2 separate regions of the Macaca mulatta genome follow, and region 2 is linked to region 1. A link is a contact called in public Hi-C data. All regions are on one chromosome and are shown on one strand. Each heading gives the region's core, a stretch centred on a gene start, on an enhancer-like site or on the middle of the called end of the contact. The rest is flanking DNA. Distances are from core to core; before and after follow the strand shown. Region 1 holds the start of MIR1915HG (MIR1915 host gene). Region 2 holds the start of COMMD3 (COMM domain containing 3).

Region 1 (5,263 bases), core at 2,258-4,757:
CGCAGGATGGAAGGCCGCAGGACGAGGGAGGGGCAGAGCCACGGCTTTTCGAAGGGTTTGGTGTTTTCTAGAGGGCTTTTTCTCAGGAATTTGCATGGTCCGCCTCTGGGGCGGCTTATTGGGGCTCTCCCCAGCCCCTGCTAGCAGAACAGGTCGCAGGGAGCTCAGGTTTCCGCCGAAGCCTCGCGCCCCCTGGCAGCCAGCACTCCGCCGGCCTCTGCCAACAGGCCTTTCCCGCTTGCTGAGAAAGGGAAAAGCGCGCGCCCCGGCCCCGGCGGGCTGAGATCACGTTTGTGCCGAGCAACTCCGGTACTCCCGGGGAAGCCAAACTGCTCCCTAGCAGCTGCGTCAACCTCGCACGGCTGCGCGGGCCGGACAGCTTGTTCCCCGGAAGGGGCTCCCGCAAGCTGCAGCCGAGATCCCCAGTGGTTGCGCGGCTGCCAGGAACCTGCGGGTCGCAGAGAGAAGCAGGCCGCGGGAAGCATTACCTCTCCCCTCCAAAGGGGAACTTGGAACTTTTGAACCCTTTACTTTAAAGTGATCGATCGTGCTCCACCAGAGAGCGGCTCCACCCCCTGTTCCCATCTCCGCCGCCTTCCCTTGTCACCTCGGCTCTACTTAGCCGAGGTCGCGCGGGGCGCGCGGGGTCGTGAGTTTGGCGCTCTGTGCTGCCAACGCAAGCACCCAACACCTAAGCGGCTGTCGCGATTTTGGAGGAATCCCGATCTGAGAACCCAGAACTGGGACATTGGTGCGTTCCTCCTTGCCCACAGCCCTCTAGGTGCAACACGCCAGCGACGGCTTTTCCCAGGAAATCCGTCCCTGCCCCCCTCCAAAGAAGTCCTCGCAGGAGCCGGGCTCCGCACTGGGAGGCTTCAGGGAACGGAGCACTGGGGCTCAAAGCCTCCACGAGTTAAGCTGATTATTAATTTGTGCTGGTGGGAGCCGGTAGCACGCTCGACGCCTTTGGCTTTGGGAATTGTCCGGGAGCTGGGACGGAGGCAGGAATGACCCAGGGTTGCGACTGGGAAATGCGAGTTGCGGAGGCTCCCGGACGTATCTGAGTGGGCTGGGTAGAACTCCGGGAGCAAAGGTTAGCTCTTCCTCGCCCCCAAATAAATTCCTAGTTAACTAGTGTAGACTAAACACGTTAATAGTATTAAGTGGTGAAAATAGGGTTGAAAGTGGGGGCATGTCAACTGGACCCAGATCGGGTCATACTTCTCCTCTGGTGACAAATCAGGGTGCTTCCAATAAGAAAATAGAAAATAGAAATGTAACATTCAACTGGACGAATTAATTTTTGACGGATTTACGGTATGATTTTCTTTCAAGCAGTATTCATTGGTTCTTTCCATCCATAGTGCGGTCCAAAGACAGAAATATAAACAACCACTTTTTGCTTTGCGGAAACCCCTTAACAGTATCTCCCAAAGAAAGATCAAGACACTTTGTGAATTTTCCCCAGATAATGCCTCATATTCCGAATGACTGATCAGAGAACTCCGGTATTGTTAAATAAAATGAGAGGAAGGCGAGTGACGTGGGAGTCGAACAATGGCATTTCTGAATCAGTTTGCTTGATTGACATTTGGGAGCTTCATGACCCCAGGGAATAGGACTCATTACGGTGAATACACCAAAACATCAACCAAGATTAGAACTCTAGATCCTGTTTTAATCCCATTTCAGTCCAAATTATAGTGGGAAAATATAAAATCCAAGTGGCTCTCCATATATATCACTCTGTTATATATTGACCTAAAGTTTTAATTATACTAAGGGGGAAATAAAAGTGGAAACCCTATATATTTTCCAACACTTTAGATAGAGCACTGACAAGGAAAATGCATGGATTTGGTAGTGGAGGTACTAAGAATATTTGTGTGGTATAAAACATGTCATACTTGGGAGACACTTTATCGGAAAAATAAGTAGAGAATTTTTTGTATATATGAGAAAAATATTATAACCCTTTCCACTTAAAAAGTGAAGATCATTGATGCCCCAAAATAACTGAGGCTAAGAAATAATTAGATACCTTAAAGCTACAGTCTAAATTTCCATAACTGTTTGGAAGACTTCTCTCCAACATGGGAGGGGAATTTGTTTTTTAATGTCAAAGGTTGTGTTAGTGTGTACATTTAACCCAGGAAATTGTAAGAACTATCTTCAACTCAAGTTGGAAAAAGGGAATGTGTTTGAGCAAAGTCTATTTTTAACAACAGAAAAGTGTGAGTTAAAGTGGACTGTGTGTTAGGTTGGGAATATAATCATGGCAAATTCACTATACAAGTATTTTTGATTCTTCAATGGAACTATCCTCAAATTTTAGAAACTTGAAAAATTGAAGTCTTAACTATTGTGTATTAAACTGAACCAAGAGATCACAGAAAGACAAAGCTGTGGTAAAAGATGTTATAATTATATTCTCACATATTTAGTAGGAAAATCACAGCAAAGGAAATGTACCAGGAAGATATGAAATAGAACAAATATGTTACAAATAATGGAGTAGAAGGAGTTGCTGCACAATATAGCTTCACAATCTTATATTTTGAGGGGTAGGTTTTAATGAGAAGCCTCTGCATTGCATGGGAACTGGCAGTCAGAAGAATTATTTATGCAGTAAGAAGGAACAAAAATTAATTATTAGGAGCTCAGTAATCTCCAAATAAACTCTAAGCTTGGAGGTTAAAAATAGACGGTTATCTTCATGTTCAATTATACAGTATCAATTACTAATACAACTGATGTTTCAGTGTCTCAGAGAGACCGGATACCATCTTCTATGGAGATATCTTGGTATTAATTAATGACTGCTTTATTCTCATGATTTGCAAGGAAAAATAGGGGTCGTGTCACATTAAAATTAAGATTATCTTAGTTTATCTGGGCTCTTAAACAAAGATCATTCAAAGTAATTATATTTTGAATTAACCGACGTAGGCAATTTATCTAGGTTTTTTTGTTTGTTTGTTCAAAGACAGGAAAATAAAGATCAGAAATAAGCAAAGTTTCATTTTGAAGATAGAAAGAACCAAACAAACATGTCTTGACTTTTGCAATATTTCCCTTGCTAAAGGGGGAATGAGGGAACTGTAAAAGACGTGACTTTGCAAAGTCAAGTCCTTTTTAAAAGACTCGGATCGAAATTCTTGCTATGCAACAAGGATTCAAGTTTGATTAATTTTCTGCAAGCGACGTGACAGCGGTGTTTTAAAAGATTAATTAAAATTGAAGTGATACGGAGCAGGAATTCAACCTGCAGAGGCGTCCCTGGCGCCTTAGGGGGCTTTGCAAGCGAGTCCCAAGCCCGAACTGCGGGCTTTCCCGAGCCTGGGACGCAACTCCCCGTATCCTGGAGAGGAACGCGGAATTTGGCAGGGCGCCCGCCTGGCCGCCTGGCATCCTGAGCTGGCCGCCAGCTCTCGGGGGGTGGGGCCGGGGTGTGTCCTGGGGAACCCGCTGCTGAAAGAACAGCTAGCGCAGCTCGCGACGAGCCCAGTGAGGACCAGGGTCACGCCGAGAGGCCGGAGGGGGCTCCAGGCAGCCTGGAGCTGACGGCGCCGGGCTGCGTCCTCTTCACCTGGGGGTGGGTGGTGGGGGCACCTACTTTGTGACCCGGCTGGTGCCGAGCTCCCTCTACCGTGGGAGCTTGCAGGGGTACGGGGGTGTGAGTGGCGCTCCGCGGACTCGCGTCTACAGTACAGAGGACATGCAGGGTTCGGCCGGGGGGCGGCTGCACCGGGGCCTGCCTCGTGGACCTGGACTCGGGACTCCGGGCGGCGCTGCCCGGTGCCATTGCCTCAGCCACATCTCCCACCTCTCTGCTCTGTTTCCCGCCCCACCTTTCCCTTACTCCCGCATCCCTGTCCCCTCGCTTCCCTCCGCGACGCCTCCATCCGAGTATGAAACGAAGCTGAACGCATTGGTAACTGTGCTCAAGAAGATACAATCGCGGGAGCCCTCAGGGTGGCGCACGGCGGAGAGGCGACGCGGGTGGCGCTGCAGAGGGTACGGTGGGGGGCGGGGAAGAGGGGGGCGTTCGTGTGCAATTAGCTTCCCCAGGGCGCGGACCACGGTGTCCCCTTCTCTCCAGCTGGGGGTCTTGGGTCCTGGCGCTGAGAGGGCGCGCCTTGCCTCGTTGCCCGGGCAGTGCACCCGTGGGCCCCAGGGCGACGCGGCGGGGGCGGCCCTTGCGACCTGCGGCGGCGCCAGGAAAGCCCTGCCTCTGCAGCCGGTCCCAGGGGTTGGGCCTGGAAGGGTCCCTGGGAATGCTCCGCGCCGAGAAGGCTCTATGGTTTCTCCTCCCCCACACGTCTCCCTGTCCTCCCCTCTTCCCGGGGACCTCGGAGGTGGCGGGGAGGTGGGAAGGCAGGCGGGCTTGCAGACAGTGCAGGCTGGGGAGCCGGAGCTCGGGAGCTGGGGGAGTCCGAGTGAGAACGGAAGCACGCGATGGAAGGGGCCAGGGGAGAGGGGGACGGCACCGGGGAGGGCCGGGGTGCGGGGCAGGCGGCAGTCCCTTCCCCTCCGAGTGGCGCGGGGGACCTCTTCCCCGGGGAACCCCCACCCAGCCGTTCCCAACCTCGAGAACAAAGGGTCTGGGAAGCACGATCGGGGTCGGGGAGCGGAGGTGGAGGGAGGCAGGAAGGCAGGCAGTGGGGGTAGGGGAGGGCGTCTCCCCACGTTTCCTCTCGCGGCCGAATGATGGAAAGCTCCCTCCTGCAAACGCCTCACTGAGGCCGCTTCTAAATCCGGGAGGGCTCGGGTTCCTTACCTAACGGCTGCACTTCGATCCCTTCCTCCCCCAGAGTCCCCACCCCCTCCGGGGACCGGGGCCCCGGAGCTGCCAGGCCCGCTGAACGCGGCGGCGCGGGAGAAACCACGGGACAGCAGCGCCCCCTGCAGGTACCGGGCGTCTCCACAGCCGCTGCGCCGACCCTACTCTTAAGGTGGCACCACCGGGTTCCCAGCCCGCGTGCGCGGCTCTCGTGGTCCGCAGCCCGCAGCCCTGGCTCCATCGCTGCATGTTTCCCTCGAGCAGTGGGCCTGACCGTCTGGAACGGCCGGAGTGTGCTAATCCCTGCTGCTATCTGCTTGATCCCTTGACCCTACCACCTGCAGGACTTCGTCCGCGGATGCCCAGATAGCGATTTCGACAGGCGAGATTGAAAATTCCCTGCGAGTATATAAGGATGCGTAAGTCTCGCTTCAGGGAGGAACGACCAGAATGGCATTTCTTTAAGCCTAAATCAAACTT
Region 2 (5,545 bases), core at 2,703-5,202, 810 kb before region 1:
TAATTAACACACGAATTCAGATCCAAACAAAATATCATCACTCTTTGTGGAAAACAACACCTTATTTATTCAGGGTGTAATACTGTCTACTTCCTTTCAGAAGACTTGAAAAAGATCAAAATAGAATAAATGGACAGTTAGTACTAAACGATTCAATACTTGGGCAGTATCTTTCCCTCTTAACCTTTTCACACGTGTTTTTTAAAGTGTCAAAATTGATGAATGGTATAAATTCAAAAGGAAAATTCTTTTCTACTGAAAAGAACATCCAGCTCGCACAAACGGTGGTTCAGCTCAAGGCAAGGCGTTTCTGGTTTTCCTCTGCACTCGGGCGGATCGTTAACTTCCCCAAGTTACAACTGAGTTGCTCTTTCCAGGCTTTTCGAAGCATCTTTAAGTTTCCCCACCAAGTCCTAAAAGACGTGTATACAATACCACGTTTTTAGGATAAAACATGGAAAGAAGTATCCAAGTTCAAGAAAGATGCAAGAAAAAAAGTCAGGACACATCTTCCAAACAAGTTTAAAATTCAACAAGATTTTAACCTTTGACAAACTACTATCGGTCAAAAAGAAGCGTTTCCTCAGAAATATCTCATGTTCAAATCGGTTATTTGCCCTCACACTGAAACATGATTTCTAACCGAATCCTTAACCGCCCAGGTACATCTGAATTTTCTCAAGTTATCTAACAAAGGTTATGCTGTATATACATTTTCTGAAAGTTTAAAGTTTGATTCACAGTTACATTAAAACGGCTCTGCAGAAGATGCCTTTGAAAAATTCAATTTCACTTAAATTTCCAGTAATGATCTTCATTTTTTAAGAGCTATGAAATAAATTCGTTGCCATATCCACTAATCAATGTAGTTTTGAATTTCCCCAGTCTTAAATGGGCAATAAAAACAGTTTTAGAATGTTATGTATACTTCCCCCTTTATAAAAAGTCATTAAAACCACGGTTTCAAAATCCAATTTTGACAGTTTAATTCAATTTCTGAAAGCAAAGACATTTTCAAAGCCATGTCTTAATTTTGCTTTATCTTATTGGACCAAACTCATCATGAAGAAATTTACACTAACACTACAGAAGTTTATTTTAACCAGCAAAAACAGCAAATACAGACCAATTCTCTATTAATAACATCTTAATTTCAACAGTGAAGCCTATGTTAAAATACTACTTTTGATGCCCCTTTCCCATTAAATCCTTAACCAATCTTCATTATCTGCTGACAGATGGTTAATTTTATTTTGAACTGTCCAAGAGTATAACTCTCAAGTAAACATTTATAAAAAGACAGGCATATTTATAGATCCTAATACTGTACCTGTAATTGTTCCATGCTGCAACTAAAACTAATCTCTGGGTAGGATGGGGAATCAGTGTTCTAGGGCAGGGAAAAAAAACACGCAACAAAAAACGCTGTTTATTTAAATCAATGAAATTATAAATTTCATTACACATTTCATTATTGGGTAAGACTTATCTATAAATACCTGTATACTTAAGGTCACCAAATATGCAGGTCTGTGCATCTTATGAAGTTGATTGGTCTAAAATAACACAACAAACACGTAACAGCCTTTAACTCTGTGTTTTAAGAAGTTCCCTGATCCGCCCTAGAGAAGTTGGTTAAACTTTACCTTTATCTGATATTCCAAGCGCCAAGAAACATCCGTTATATGAGGGAGAGATCTACCTATGCTGAAAGATGCAATGATAATTTTGTACATAGTCTCTACAGAAGAACTTTTCAGTTATTTACTAAGAATGGGTCTACTTTCCACCCCCAACTCCATTTTAATCCATTCTCAATTTAAACCATTGTTAAACTTTACTTTTAAATTCTGAATGGTAAAAAAGCATTTGAAAATCATCTCAATAAACTTTATCTTTAAAAACATTAGCTTAACTTCAATTGTTTGACGTGCCCTTTGGCTCTTTTTCTTTGGGTCAAGATCCCGAAGATCTTGTTTCACACCAACACTCTCCATTCATACCTGCAAGTGAAAAGTGCCTCAGCTTGACACCTTACACAGTACCTACCTTCCCAGTAGGATTTCTAGGGAATTCTTATTATTCTGGAGAGGAAAAAGAAAGAGAGAAAAAAAACAGATCTTTACAAATAGAGTAAAAGAAAAATAGTCACTGTTAATTAAAAATTTTAAAGTAACCTGATATTCCGTGCAAAACAGTTCTATTCGCTCTCTGTCAAATTTACAGTCTTCTAGATAAGTGCTAGAAGAAAAGAAAAAAGCCAAAGTTCTGTCTCCATTTTTAAAACTGAAATTGAAATCATAAAGGTAGCATTTGAAAATAAATGGATATTTAAATAAATCCTGTACCTTAGAGTTGACTTGTCAGCTCGGTGCTTTCCTGCCTCTAGTATGTAAGTTGCAGCTGCTGCATGACAATGTTTTAAAACCACTGGGTCGATATGTTTCAAGTCTGGATGATCTAAAATAAATTAACTTCCAGTGATGCCTATGATAATAAATTCTTTATAGTCATGTTCCTAAAAAGAATATTTTAATTTGGGTTTAAAAACCCTTTAACAAGATAAAAAAAATTCAACTATAAGGACAGTCATAATTATAAGTAAATGAGATGAGCAACAAGGTCAAGTGAAAAACAATAAAAACACATCAAGAACTCTACTATTACTGGTTTCAATTAACTTACTTTGCCTTAATATTTTTACTATTAAAAATATTATAGCCCCCAAAGAAAATATTACAATGCAATGGTCATTCTAACACTGGGGTAAATTCAAAGGAAAAACAAGATAAATATTTTACATGGTGTCAATTTTAGAATAAACTTCCGTCCTAAAAATGACGAGCTTAGGGTAACTGGCTCCATGAACAACACATCAAGGGGGTAGAAGGTAAGGCATGAGTTCAGAATATAAAATACAAATTTCAAAATTATAGTAGTACTTTCAGGGTTTGACAGTTATCCTTTTTTTTTTTTTTTTTGAGATTAACCCAGGTGGTGGTTACTATTTTCGTTTAAAGAACTTCCACTTTCATACTTTTTGTACAAGTGTTTAGTTCATGAAACTACAGAAAAAAAACAAAAATTTGAATTGTTGGGATATTTATATTTAAGAAAATCATCTAAAAGCGATCTGTCTTAAAATATGTCTTCAATCCAGACTGACACTGCACCTCCGCAGTCACTGACCAGATCGCTTAAAAGACACTCGCATCCTGGTAACTGGGGCGGAACAAAGTATTGTGCATCATAGTTTAAGGTTCTAGGTGTAGAACCTGAGTAAAACATGCTGAACTAGAGCGCTGGAGTGATCACAGCAACTTGAGGTATGCTCTAAGTTGGCAAATGTCGACACTATCTGACCTAGTAATTACTTCGGAAACAGACCCTTTTAAACCTTTGCTAGCCTAGCCCTGGAAGCTTGAATTGCAGGGAGCTCCCCAGATGAAGTCCAACTGTCAAAACAGCCGCAGCCTCAGACAAGGCTAAACACCTTAGATGTTTAGGCCACAAACAAGATTTGAACACGGGCTTTACAAAAGAACAAAGAGACTGGGAGGGAAACCGGGCCAGGAACGTGGAGCTGGCTCTATGCAGGTGCCAAGCGGGGCCAAAACAATGCTCAGGGTCTGCTCCGAGTCCTAGCAGAGCCACGTCCCCAACACTCCGTCCGGAGCGAAGGGCAAAGCCCGGAGACTTCCTCTTCCCGGGGCTTTCCCCTTCTCGCTCCGCCGGCTCCTCTTCTTCGAGCGCCCCTCCACCCCGGCGGATCCAGCTCCGAGCCGAGCCGAGCGGCTTACCTAACACGGCCTCGTCCGCCTGGGCGTCCAGCAGGCTCTGGAAAGCCGCCCGGAGGAGAAGCGTGAAGGCGTTGGAGTCGAAGGAGCCGGGATCCGCCAGCATCTGGAAGCCTTTCTGCACAGACTCGGAGAGCTCCATTGTGAGCGCGCCGTGACCTTCGACACGCACACCACGTGACACGCGCCGCGCGCTCAGCTGATGCGGCCGCGCGCGCACGCGGCTCGGGGCGGCTGGCGGCGGCGCGGGCTGCGGGGCGTCCCCGCCCGCCTCCGCGTCCGCGCGCAAGTCCCGCGCCCCCAGCAGCCGCCTGCCGCCTCCCACCGTTTCGGTCCAGCCTTTCCTTGTCCAGCGCAGGCCGCGGGATCTGCCGAGCCTTGGCGAGAAGGGCGGCCTCGGGCGCTTTGTGGACGCGCCGGGCGCTTTCTCCTTGGCTTAGCGCTTACCTCGGACGGTCACCAGCTCGGTTCCCTGAGAGATCCCGGGGAGACGGCGGACGGTGTCGGGATCCCGGCCCCCGCCTCCCGCAAACTGCGCCCTCCCCGCTCCTCGCTCTGCGCGAATCCTGCGGGGAGCTCCGATCTCAGGCAACTGGATTTTGTTTGTTTTTGTGGGTTTTTGTTTGTTTTGTTTGTTTTTTAGCTCACCAGCTTAACCTCGCAGCACTGCCCTTTTATGAGACTGTAAGACATCTAATTATGTGATTCTTGCTTATTTTTACTTTTTCTTTGTCATTTCTGGAATACGGCAGTAGAGTCCTTCGTGCATGGGGGGTGTGTACACATGCACACATACATAGAGTTCCTGTATGCACTGCACTCCAGCAATCGGATTATGAACAGATTTGACAGGATTATTAACAATTTTATATGCCGCTGCAAATAAATGCCAACTGCCATACACATTTTGTGCTACTCTACTCACTACATCTGTGGGTCCAGTTTTAGTTGCTGTATAGAATCTGCATAAATATGTTTTTATTAAACAGCTACCTTAGTAAAGTACAGTTAGGAATGGCAAGATCTTTATTAGAAGTGAATTACTGTTTAGGATGCTCATACCTTTAAAGATTCGAATACTGTATAAAGTTTAACTTCCTCTCTGTTTCTACGAAGTTGGTTTAGAGAACAAGAATGATTCTTTAAAAAACCCGTGAAGCAAAGTAGTTAGGCATTTTTAATCAAGAGAACTTGAAAAGTTAAAAAATACAAGTTCTTGAAGGGTGGAGGGAAGGGATGCGGAACAACAAAGATGTTTTAGTCTTCAGGAGCGATTATTTGCTACATTAGACCCAAAGTGAAATATTCTTTTATTTTTCTAACTTAGATGTCTATTTTAAAAATGTTTGATGGATATAGTCGCCATTTATCTTGGCACCAATACATAAAGAGTACCTCATTTCACAACAGGATGCAAATGGAGTAACAGCATCAGTAACAAATTGAGTAACTCTACTCAGCCCTCCTTTGAAAGCTTTAAAAGGCACGTGCAGTGGCTGTTCACTCGGTGAGAATATAGTAGCAGTGAAGGATTTAAAAGTCTCCCTAGAGTCTTTATGAAACAAACACCTATTAATCATGTTCATCTTTTCTTCCCATCACTCATCTTCTTCCTGATTTGTTTCTCATCAGTAATAAAATGTCAGTTGAAAAACTTCATGATATCTGATTACATAGAGAATAAATAGGACAGAGTTGTGTAAATGTTCAACAATATTAACATCCAAGCTTATTACGTTTATTACACA

The links. Hi-C and Micro-C count contacts between places; a contact is called where the count stands out from the background.
Region 2: a contact with region 1 is called in a Hi-C map of liver, with 4 times the contacts expected there. The contact joins the promoter of COMMD3 here to the promoter of MIR1915HG in region 1. A contact is called at or near these places in 2 of 14 Hi-C or Micro-C datasets (fetal cortex germinal zone and liver).

Annotation. Positions count from the first base shown.
Region 1 is chr9:22,964,891-22,970,153 of T2T-MMU8v2.0, reverse strand. MIR1915HG (MIR1915 host gene) reads left to right here and starts at 3,507. Exons shown (of 4, transcript XM_015146584.3): 1 at 3,507-4,017; 2 at 4,815-5,032; 3 at 5,035-5,119; 4 at 5,121-5,263. The coding sequence starts at 3,719. The coding sequence ends at 5,175.
Region 2 is chr9:23,771,566-23,777,110 of T2T-MMU8v2.0, reverse strand. It overlaps COMMD3 (COMM domain containing 3), which reads right to left and starts at 3,952. Exons shown (of 8, transcript NM_001195447.1): 1 at 3,801-3,952; 2 at 2,349-2,460; 3 at 2,178-2,241; 4 at 2,050-2,084; 5 at 1,647-1,707; 6 at 1,500-1,556; 7 at 1,331-1,390; 8 at 234-413. The coding sequence starts at 3,939. The coding sequence ends at 354.